Linked DNA regions of Mus musculus: region 2 is linked to region 1. The links are chromatin contacts, called in public Hi-C maps. All regions are on one chromosome and are shown on one strand. The core of a region is the stretch at or near the end of the contact, and the rest is flanking DNA. Distances in the headings are between cores, read along the strand shown. Region 1 overlaps Gm34751 (a long non-coding RNA gene). Region 2 has its middle 29 kb from the start of Gm34846.

Evidence for each region. A called contact is a pair of places that touch in the nucleus more often than the background predicts.
Region 2: a contact with region 1 is called in a Hi-C map of pre-pro-B cells, with 4 times the contacts expected there. The contact joins two enhancer-like sites. A contact is called at or near these places in 13 of 484 Hi-C or Micro-C datasets (DN3 thymocytes, the HPC-7 cell line, LSK cells and 10 more), 2 of 115 datasets of contacts at active chromatin or transcription factors (embryonic hindbrain and embryonic stem cells) and 1 of 9 other capture datasets (embryonic stem cells).

The regions. Positions count from the first base shown.
Region 1 is chr8:88,376,369-88,382,029 of GRCm38.p6, reverse strand. It overlaps Gm34751 (a long non-coding RNA gene), which reads left to right. Exons shown (of 4, transcript XR_879055.3): 4 at 1-440. Among named protein-coding and RNA genes, the nearest start is that of Gm34751, 9.8 kb to the left of the region's middle. Within about 2 kb of position 1,484, at least 32 of the 459 cell types and tissues checked have an H3K27ac peak or open chromatin away from gene starts, as enhancers often do. A contact at or near this core is called in DN3 thymocytes and pre-pro-B cells, where this site is marked.
Region 2 is chr8:88,447,895-88,453,377 of GRCm38.p6, reverse strand. No RefSeq gene overlaps it. Among named protein-coding and RNA genes, the nearest start is that of Gm34846, 29 kb to the left of the region's middle. Within about 2 kb of position 2,492, at least 36 of the 459 cell types and tissues checked have an H3K27ac peak or open chromatin away from gene starts, as enhancers often do. A contact at or near this core is called in DN3 thymocytes and pre-pro-B cells, where this site is marked.

The DNA.
Region 1 (5,661 bases), core at 235-2,734:
TGGTGGAAGTAGAGCCCCCGTGGGAAGCTGATACGGGGATGCATGTGGAGAGGGCAAGAGATGGAAAGGCCTTACCCTGGTTGCAGCTGACAGCCTGTTAGTGGTGCCATGACACTGTTGTCAGTGACAATCCTGGCTGGGCAGGTGCTTCCAGGCTAGGTCCCACCAGACAATCTCAGCCAACTGAGCCCAGCAAGTTACTACTGACCTCTAATAACACCCACCATGGCTGGAATTTGGCTCACTGTGTGCGTGAGCCTGGGCTCCTTCATTGGAGAAACTGCTGTCATGATCGGACCCTTACATTCTGTTAGGTGGCAGTGTTGAGCCTACAGCTCCCAGTCTTGAACCAAGAATGTTCTGTTGAGCTAATGGGGTGGCTTATACCTGTGAGCCCAGTGCTTCAGGGGTGGAGTTAGAAGAATCAATGGTTCAAGGTCCCTCCCAACTACACAGCAATCTTGGACTACAAAAGACCGGCTCTCAAAAAAAAAAACAAAAAACAAAAAACAAAAAACAACAACAACAACAAAAAGCAAATGAACAAACTGCCTTGGACAGCAGTCTGGAGAGGGCAACACAAACACCAACTGAATAGACTGAGCTTCAGCCCAAGGGCTTAGGGTGACACCCCACATCCCCACCACCCATGCAACTTCTCCTAGTAAGAAGATGCACGGGCTGGAATGGGAAGAAAAGAATGGTAAGGGGGCTCAGCAAGCACTATTAAGGGGCTCAAGTGGAGTGTGGGGAGCAGAACAGCTGGCCCTCCATTCCCGCCACCTGACCACCGTGACTAGTTCAGCTTCGTCTCCACACAAGGCACCCAATTCAACCCCTGCCTTTATTTTAAGGCCTTGCTAACCAAACGCGTGCACAACTTAGAAGGTAGGATGGCTGGAGGCCTCCAACCCTTCCTCCTAATCCCCTTAAACCCGGGGTTCCAATCGGGCTGACGAACCGGATAAGAAATGAATTGCAGTCTGCCGCGTTTCGGCAAAATTGCCAATTCGTGAAATTTGACCACTGCTCCACCTCCAAGGATCTACTGAAGCCCTACTGTGCACATCCACACAAACAAAAGTGATGCCAAGCTGTCCTCAAATTCCAGGCACAGAAAAGACACCCAGAGTTCATCAGCGGGAGGCGTGACAAGCCACTTCTGCTTTCAGGGCAGGGGCAAGGGTCCTATCACACACATGGGCCCTCCAGACAACTTGCCTGCCCCGGACAAATGTACTGCCAGTATCAGCCCTCCCCACTGCCTTGTCTATTTCAGAGGAAGCGCTCATCCCAGGTGGCCCACACCACCCTTCCTTCCTCTCAGAACACAGCTGGCTTGGCATGGGGTGTCGGGAGGGGCTCACAACAGATTTCCTGGCCTGAGATTAGGGTTCTATCTGTTTCCTCCCAGAGTGAGAGGAGAGTCTTCTCCCCTGAGGGGGCTGCAGGGCTGAGTGCACAGGCAGAGGCGGCTCCCAGCCCACCAGTTCCTGCGGGGAACCTTCCAACTCTGTCATTCACCCTCCTTTACTGGTTTCCACACCTTCATTGTCTGATAGACTTCTAGTCATCCTTTAAAACCCATCACTGATGATTCTCCTCTGAAGCCCTTCTGAACCTCCGTTGCCCGTGGCTCACATGTCACATCTCCATCTCTCTTGGGTGCCTCTGAAATAAAGACTATAATATCTTGTTCAGAAAAAGTATGCATGCCTGAAGTCATAAAGGCTTAGACCAGATGCCAGCTTCCCTATCCATCAGCTGTGACATTTGGGCAGGTCACTTTGCCCCTCTGATCCTCATTTGTGAGTGGAAAAAAAAATGTATCCTCCCGGCTTGTTTTGGAGATTCAGTAAGGTAATGTGGGTCAGGGGGATGACACAGTGGGCAAAGACCTCGCAGAGGACCTGGGATCAGTTCCCACCAACTCACATTGTGGCTTATAACTGCCTATCAACTCTGGTTACAGAAGATTGAATGCCCTTTTCTTCAGCAGGCTTCAGTAGGCACTGGGTACCCAGATATACATGTAGATAAAACATTCATACATGTCAATAAAATAAAGTAGTGTATGTGGAAAAAAGCCTTCAATGGTAACTAACACATAGTAGGTCTCAAGGGATATTAACTCCACTCCTTCCTTGATAGAATGTGAATCCCTTAACAACAGGGCCAGGTGCAGTGACGATTTTGGAAGTTTGGTTTAAAAAAAAAAACCACAGAAGTATTATAAGAATATGTTTTCATTTTAATCCCAGGTGTGGGATATGGGGCTGCTTCAGACTGCCCACAGCAGCTGACTATGATTTGCCTCGTGCTCTAGCAGGGGCGTGATTTTACTGGCAGCAGATAGTTTCTGTGACTGTGTAACATATGGAATTCTGGGGACTTCTCAGAGGGTCTATAAATGCTAGGGCCCCGTGGGACAGAGTGGGTTGTTGGTTGGTAACTGTTGGTTGTTGTTACCATGGTTTGTTAAGCCATGGTTGTGAACAAAGAAGAAAAAAGAAATTAGATATCCTGACTGCAAAGATCAAACTTATCCCAAGGAACTCGATGCCCCTAATCAGCAGCAAGTAGTTTAATGATAACATCACCACTTTCCCTTCTGTCTTGTTTTCTCTCCTATCTAGCATTAGGGGGTGAAATGGTAAAAGAAAGGGGAGTGCAGAAGGGTAAAAGAGAAAAGATCCCACAAAATGTCGAACATGGCCTGCACCCAGGTCTTCATTCACTCACGTAGTCACTTCATCAGTGGTCCATCAGCCTGAGCTCCTCCTGAGCGCTGAGCTCTGAGCTCTTAGTCAGAGCTGGGTTACACAGCAGATCTCGGTACAGACTGTGCCCCCCTGCCCAGCCACCCCTTAGCGGTTCCTTTTCATCCCACCCCAGCACCTGCTGTGACTGGCACTGTCCCCACATCCCCATGCTTTCTAAGAAGCTTGGCAAAAGTCTTCCTTTGCACTCCCTGATGGTGTATCTGACCAGAGCAAAGAGAGACAGGATAGACAAGTTGTCTCCAGGGCCTGGGACCAGGACCTGTGTCCCTGCTTTGAAAGATGATGACCTATCTTGGCATCCCACAGAGTATGCTATCCTTTAGGCATCTTTTCTGTGGCTAGCATCTGAGGGTAGATAGATGCCATAGTTTTCTTTGTGGACGCACAGAAGTGTTCACAGCTGAACTTTCCACCCCCTTGGGTGGTCAGCAGACTTCTCCCTGAGCTAAACATACGGTTTTCAGTTTGCATCGCTGTTACAAAATGTCTGAGTGAAAAACCTGGGGCAGGGGTTGGGGTGGACACATTTGTTTTGCTTAGTTTCAGAAGTTTCAATTTATGGTTGGCTCCATGGATTTTTGGCTGAGTAGAGTATCCCAGCAGAAGGCTATAGTGGGCAACTGTGCGTCTAATGGCAGATTGGAGGCAGAGAACAAGAGAAGGACCAGAACAAGGAGCACTCTTCAAAGATTTCTCAGTGATCACTTCCTCCGGCCAGGCTACATCTACCAGTTAGCTATGCACTATTACATGGAATAGCCATTGAGAATATTCTTACAACCCAGACATCTGTCAGCATCAGCAGCAACTGGGGACCAAGCCTTTAACGATAAGTCTTCGGGGAGGACACTTTATAGCCAATCTAAAACAGCATCCTTCAGGAACAGAAGTGTTCATCTCTCTCTTGAGAAGACAGAGAGGGACCACTATCCACTCTTTGAGGCTCTTGATCTGGTTCAGACAATGCTCAATCCACCCCTGGGGAGTATTTAATTGTGATGGAAGAGACAGGCACATCATTCTCAATTTTGAAACCTGATAATCATGGGACTGGGACTGTAGCACAAGAATAGGGTATTTGCCTGGTGTGCAATACCCAGTATAACATTTTAAAGATGAGCCAAAGGTTCTTGCTTTGATTAGACCCAAGGCTGAAATGCTTTTAATTTTAAAAAGAAAAAGAGAAAAAGGAAGGAAGAGAGGGAGGGAGGGAGGGAGGGAGGGAGGGAGGGAGGGAGGGAGGGAGGGAAGGAAGGAAGGAAGGAAGGAAGGAAGGAAGGAAGGAAGGAAGGAAGGAAGGAAGGAAGGAAGGAAGAAAACTCTGATTTGCTGGAAGTGTCCCATTTTCCAGATTAGAGGAAGTTGCAGTCTGACAGCAGACAACAGCTTCATCCTTGCTAGTGCCAACTTGTGGCCTGGTGGGGAAGACATAGCTCCTGACTCTGGCCCAGTCTCTCACTATGGGGTAGAACTGCTCCTATCACAGGAGGACACTCCCTCTGATGATGGAAGTAGCCTGTACTCAGAGATAACTTGACACAGCCAGGTAAACATGTATGGGGGAAAGCAATCCATCCCTCATTCCTCACCTCTCATCCCTCATACTCCGAGAAGCTGGGTGTACATCATCTATGTGAGCTCAGAGAGATACGCCACCCTAATCCACACTGGGACACAGGTGACCCAGGATCACGCTCCTCTTGGGCTCCCGGCCAAGTCCTCTCACTGGAGAATCAAGCCGAGGGAGCTGGCCTGGAGCCCCATCCCTGGCATCTCATGCCAGCCTAGCCAGGGGAGGCTTTCTCACGATCAGGGACATCTGGGCTGGCACGGCTCCCAGAGGCCACCGACATGAAAAGCAAGGGGCTTGGCGGAAACACCATCTGCACATCATAAAGCCGCTGGTGGTTCCCAGGGGCTGCCTCCAGCTGCGCCGGGGCTGCCTGGATACAAGGGAGGAGGGGATGCAGGGTGAGAACTGGATGGCTGGAGTGAAGCAAGAGGGACCTCTCCCACCTGGCGTCCTAGCACATTAACAGTCAAATGCACCAGGCTTGTCTCTCTGTGGCCACCGGGGTCACATAGGGGGGTCCCTGTCCCAGAAGGTGATTTGGTCATGCCAGGCAGTGAGCAGCAGTGGCTAGGCACTCTGTTCTAGATTGCACTTCTTGATCCAATTCCTAAACCGTTCCTGGGATAACTGATTGACGTCTTCAGGGTTCACACGTGGGCTGATGGTGCATCAGATGACTCAGGCTTGCCGTGAGGACTGGAACATTGGTTATTTATTACTCCGTGGAACTTCATTACCAAAGAGGTCACGTGGCTGTGAAGACTTGTTCCTTGCTGTCACCTTTCCCACTCTGAAGCTGCCGGCAAACTGGCTCACAGAGCTCTCATCTGTAACAAGGAATGGGAAGTAGAGAAGAGATGTTGAGGCTGTCTCACTGGACCAGTTGCCCAAAGACCAAGAACACAGCTGATTGGACAGGAGCTTGGACCTGGCTCAAGAGACATTCCCCTATTGGCAGCTGAGCAGAGCCCATCAGGTTTATTGTAGAGAACTCAAATGGGGTCAGAGCACAGATCGTGATGGTTCTATTAGGTCCTGAAAGAGCAGAGAGGCGAGACTGACAGAAAGGTGGATGGTACGAGATCATAAAGAGATGAGAAGGAAAGGTGGCCTCCATTCCTCTTTGGGTTCCCACGTGAATTCTCTGTAGACAAGGCTGTACCTGAGAAATGAGTCTTTGCCAAGAAGCGCAAACCCAAACACATGTCCCTTATATCCACGGCCAATTACACTTACAGAGATGAACTCTTTCACTTCCTTTACATCCCATACACGGCCGAACGACTTCCAAAAGAGAGAACCCCA
Region 2 (5,483 bases), core at 1,243-3,742, 70 kb before region 1:
GTAAACAGACATACATGCTGGTAAAACATCCATATTCATAAACTAAATAAAGAAGCCCAAAACTGTTTTTAATGTTTTTAAAGAGTCATTTGTAAAACCCAGCCTAGACTAACAGCAAGCAGGGGTAGCAGACCCTCAGTTCCCTGTGGAGCCCTCTGCCCTTAGGAACCAAAGCTTCATCACCTAGCCTGGGTTGCCCTCCTGGCTTCCAACCTTCTGCTGGTTTCTACCCAACTCAGTAAGCTTCTATGGGCTTCCACTTGCTGAGGCAGGCCACAGATGTATTCCGCAGATGACAGGTGGCTAGAACCTGAAAAGGGCTAGTTACCCACATGTGTGGCAGACAGACAGCTAGACAAAGCACAGGACCCTGGGGCCACAGACTTTACAGGGCCTTATTCACTTCCTCTCTGTCCACTGCTTCCTGCCAGCTTACAGAGTTCCTGATGTAGTAGCCTGGTTCCTTGGTCAATGTGTGGGATGTCGGGAAGGAATCTGGGAGATGAGGTGCTAGGAAATGGGTTGTGGGTCGTAAGAGTTGTAGAGGGTGAGAAGATGCCTGATTTGGGTCCCTGGCTGAGCCCCTTACCAGCAAAAGTTCAGTGGTAGGGCAGGGAGGGACCATGGAAGGCAGAGGAAGAACAGAGCTTCCTGAATATTCTCCGCCACGCTGGACACTCATTCCTCCATCTGGAGAGCCAAATGCCACACCAGATAGAGCCAAGCCTCTTTAGCACAGGATGTTCATTTGAATGCGGTTGTCTTAGGTCTGAACCCCAGGCACACAGGCTAAAGTGAGAGAGCTCAAAGACACCATCGGCTTGTGCTCCCAGCAGAGACCGGCTAGAAAATGGGGAAGACCCTGGAAAGGGCAGGAACATTCCAGTGTGAGCCTAGACATGGAAGATGTGTGGCAGAACCTGATGATCCTTCAGGCTCTCTGGAGAGCCACTTGTCCCCATACTGGATGAAGGAGGGGAACTGGGCTGGAGTCAGAGAGGCCCTCAGACTGCAGTGTGGACAAGTGGGGCTACGTGAGATCCAGCCGTGGCTGGCCTGTGCTGACTCTTAGCAGCTCGGGAAGTGGAACTGGGTGTTCAGAACTGATGAGAGGATCTGAGAGAACCCATTGTGAACACACACACCTGCAATCCCAACACTAAGGAAGTCGAGGTGGGAGGGTCACCAACTCGAGGCCAGCCTGGAATGGGCATCAGGATCTTTCAAAAAGGGAAACACAAGAGGGAGAAGGAGTCTGGACTAGGAGTAGTATCGCCCACCCACTGCCAATCTAAAAATCTCTCCTTTGACCACCCACCATCCTAACACACACTTCTTGGAACAGCCTGGAAAGCGCCCCCTCCGGCAGTCCAGGGAATAGAATGTAAGGAGAACTCCATTTTGATCAAAACGGGGGGGAGGGGGGGCTTTTCTTCTCAAAACCGAGGCCCTACATTACTTCTCAAATGTGACTTCACCACTTTCCAGCTCTGTGTGTGTGTCTGGGAGGTGGCGCCCCTTTCTGAGCCTCAACTTCTGCAGCGGTAGAATGGGGCATGTAAAGGCTTTTGAACACGCATATTCATTTCACAGCGGTGAAGACTTTAAACTCCTCACTCAGTCGCTGGAGCCAGCACTGGGCCCCACCCCTGGCACCTAACTCTGTAAACAGTAGCTATTTTGATTTTGCCTCCGGCATTTTTCTGCCCAGACGCTAGCACTAGAGTGGACTTTGATTTTAGAGTCCTAGCAGTCACTCTCCCTTTGGTGTCCCTCCTAGGAGACCCCAGAGGGCCCCGATTTCCCCTTCTGGCTTCCAGGCTTCTGCTTCCACTGAGGACAGCCCCCTCCCCTCCCCTCCCCCAAGCCGGTCACTTCCCCAGGGAAAGAAAGGGTTGGATCACAGAGTGTCCCTTCTACCGGTTGTTCAAAGCTGCCGCCAGCCCCCGCACGGCTGGCTTGATTTGTTTCTTATCTTTAATTTTGTTTTAATCGGGTAGATCCCCTCCGGTTACTTTCCCCCAGAATCTTACGGCATCTTTGGAGCGGGCAACAAAAGCATTCTTTTTGGAGCCCGCAGGGGGCCAGGGCAGAACCACTTCAAAGAGAACGCAAAGCACGAGTCCGTCATTGTCCTCCCCTGCGTGCCTGCCCCCCAGCGTCCTGAGGCCGCCCTGAATAGGCAGGTACAAAGGCCACACGTTCAAAGTGGGCACCACACGCTCCATCAGAAGGCCAGCTTTGCCAGTCCCAAGTTTGCCTTCATCCTCACATACACAGGTCTCCCGCTAGGGAGGGAGCAGGCCTTGAAGTGGGGGCTCGCTTGCTCGCTCACTTGCTCGGCTCGCTCTCTCTCTCTCTCCCTCTTACCCTCCCTGCTTCCTCTTTTTCTCCCTCCCTGACCACAATTTACGATGCATTTTGAAGTGGCCCCTTTCGTTCAGCATCTCAGCTGAGCAAGCAGGTGCAGCCTACAGGGTGCAACCTGCTAGGAGCCTGGGTAGCTCTGGGTTCTGAGAAGCAGATGAGTACCTCAGCTCAGAGAGGCAAGTTCTTCTGGTAACTGTGTTCTGAGACTGGCCTAAGTAGGATGCTAACTAGAGCAGGCAACTCAGAGTTTTTCTAGATTTTTTTTTAAGATGGAGTGTTTTGCCTGCATGTGTATACAGGTGCCACCTGGGTGCCTGGTGCCCAAGGAGGTTGGAAGAGGAGGTTGGATCCTGAAACTGGGTGAGGATGTCAGAGGCAGATGGTTGTGAGCCCCCCCACCCCCGCCCCCCTTGTGGGTGCTGGCCCTGTGCAAGAGCAACCAGTACTTTTCCCTCCTCTCCAACCCCAAACCATCTCGGTTCTATAGAAAAGGAAACAGAGACCTGAGAATAGTCAGCTACTTGCCTTGGGCCCCACAGCAAGGCTGGGCAGGATTGAGTGTGTGCTTGATTCATGTCCGGCATTTCAGGGAAGCCCTAGAGGCATTAAGGTGCCAGTGGCTCACCCAATCACCAGGAGAAGATGTCCCAGAAAGAGAGAGCGCAGAAAACTGGGCATTCATAGGCTGTCTCTGAGCACAGTTTGCAGGGATAACAGTAGTGTAGCCGTAATGCTATCCTTAGTAACAATTAGATGCTACTGGCTCCCACTGGATCCAGTGTCTGAGTTGACTCAGTGTTCTTCATCTGAGGGAGGAGATGGAGGGAGGCTCAGGGAAGGTAAGTAGCTTGCCCAGAGCCACATAGGCAGTTACTGATACATTTAACAGGATATTACATGGCATTTGCCTTGAGTTCTGGTCCTTCTCACAGGCATACAGCAGCATCGTAGGGTCAGATCCTTCAGGGAGTGGAATGTGGGGGTGAAGTCATAACTGCCCATACCGAATAGGAGAGTCTGCACTGAGGAACTTAGTGCCATCCCGAGCTCCAGGAAAAAGAAGATCACAGGGCAGTCTCTCTCCTCAGAAGGCTCAGAGACCAGGGCAAGAGAGGGAGATGGCAGACAGCTGCAACCTTGTCACGTTACCACTGGAGTTCAGCCTGAACAGGATTCAACTTCTACCCTGCGGCCTACTCATGGCCTTGTCTGTCACCTGCCACGTGGGAGGAGTGGTGTCCAGCTTGCAGGAAGAGAGCCTCAGCAGCCCCACTGTCTAGAGCTGGCTCCAGAGCTGGCACAGCTGCCGCTGTATGATCACAGTCAAGAATACAGAACAAAGAAAAAGGAACCCAGCCAAGGCCAGGATGTACATCAGGCCTGCAGCCTGGATAACCTGTATGGGAGCTGCCCATCCAGTCAGGGTTCTGACCCTGAAGCCACAAAGGGACGAGAGAGGTAGGAGCAGCCAACAGCTGAGGAAGGCTGGTTCCGAAGACAGTTCTGGAAAGAAACCCGCCCCAGCTCCAGGCAAGGCAAGAGAGGCAGGGCCTCAGCCTGGAAGTAGGATAAGCATGGAGAAGACCAAGGTGGCCAAGGGTGCTAGGCCCAGTCTCATTTGCCTGGACTCGGGTCCCAGCTTTACCAACCCGCTTGCTGTGTGATGAAGGGGCAAGCTAAGCCCCTCTCACATGCTCAGTTTCCCTTGCCTGTGGAATAGAGGGGTGAACTGGTTTGCAGGAGTGTTTGATCTGTTCTTCAAAAGGCCTGAAAAGCAGAGCCTGCCAGAGGGCCAGTAGCCTGGCCACCTGTCCCCTGAGTTGGCACCAATTGGATCCTCGCTTAAAGGTCTGTTGGAAAACAAGTGCCGTGGCTTTGAAAAACCAGTTCGGAAAAACGAAACTTAATGGATCGAGCAATCTATGCAGTGTGTGGTCTGAGGGGGTATGGATCCAGCAATCTATGCAGTGTGTGGTCTGACCGGGTTGGCCTGAGGGAGCTCGAAGCTCTTCCAGCACAGAGAACCCTAGGGACAAGGACTGAGTGGCAGGATCACCCAGTGCTTAAGCATTGACCCTGGGTTTAAGGTGTTGACACCACTAAAAGGCTTCTGTCTCTCTCCCATACAGAGTGAAGCGGTTACTAGAACCTGCCCACAGGCACATGCCCCAAACCCTTCATTCCCTCCACAAAGGCAATATCCTTGGGCACAGAAACATCCACATTGCCCCAAACCAGGCCAAGTTCTGCAGGCAAATGTGAAGAAAGGGCTCAGGAGATGGCTCAGCAGTCAAGAGCACCAACGGCTCTGCCGAGGACCCAGGCCCCACAGAGAGGTTCACAACCATTTGTAACTCCAGTCCCAGGGGATCAATGCTCTCTTCTGACCTCTATGGGCACCAGGCATGCACAAGTTGCACGTGTATGTATGCAGGCAAAATTCTCATACATTATAAAAATCAACGCACATCATTTTAAGTTTTAAACTGTCAAGAAAAATGTGGGCGATAGATAATATTGTGCATTTGCTGTGTGCCAAGCATCATTTGAGAATCCTCTGTTTATACCTACATATCACTCTGACCCACCTCGGGAGATGCTGGCACATGCACATGGGGTCTCAGGGAAGTGGCAGAACCCCAAAATGGCAAAGCTGGGCTCTGAAGCTGTACTGTATGGCTGAGTGCCACATGAATGTCTTCTGAAGGAGACAGGACACTGCTAACTGCTCTGAACACAGAAAGGACCCAGGGTCCGAGGGATTTCTCCACCTTTGTGCATGGTCTGCTGACTGCGTGCCTGTGATGGCGCTCACCAGCAGTCTTCCTTTTTCCATCATGACGAGAGAGAGAGAGAGAGAGAGAGAGAGAGAGAGAGAGAGAGAGAGAGAGAGAGAGAGAGAGAGAGAGCAGGTGCACACACCCAGCCATTTGGACTCCACCGCTTCCAGATCTGCTTGTTTCCTGGGCTCTGGCGTGTAAGTGCCATGCAAATGTGGCCTGAAGGGCTATAATAAACACTCACTCTATGCTTTTTCCTTTTCAAATCATCTCTTAGAGCCCTTTCATGCTAATGTCTGGGAGATGTGACATTAGAAAAATCGCTTTGACATG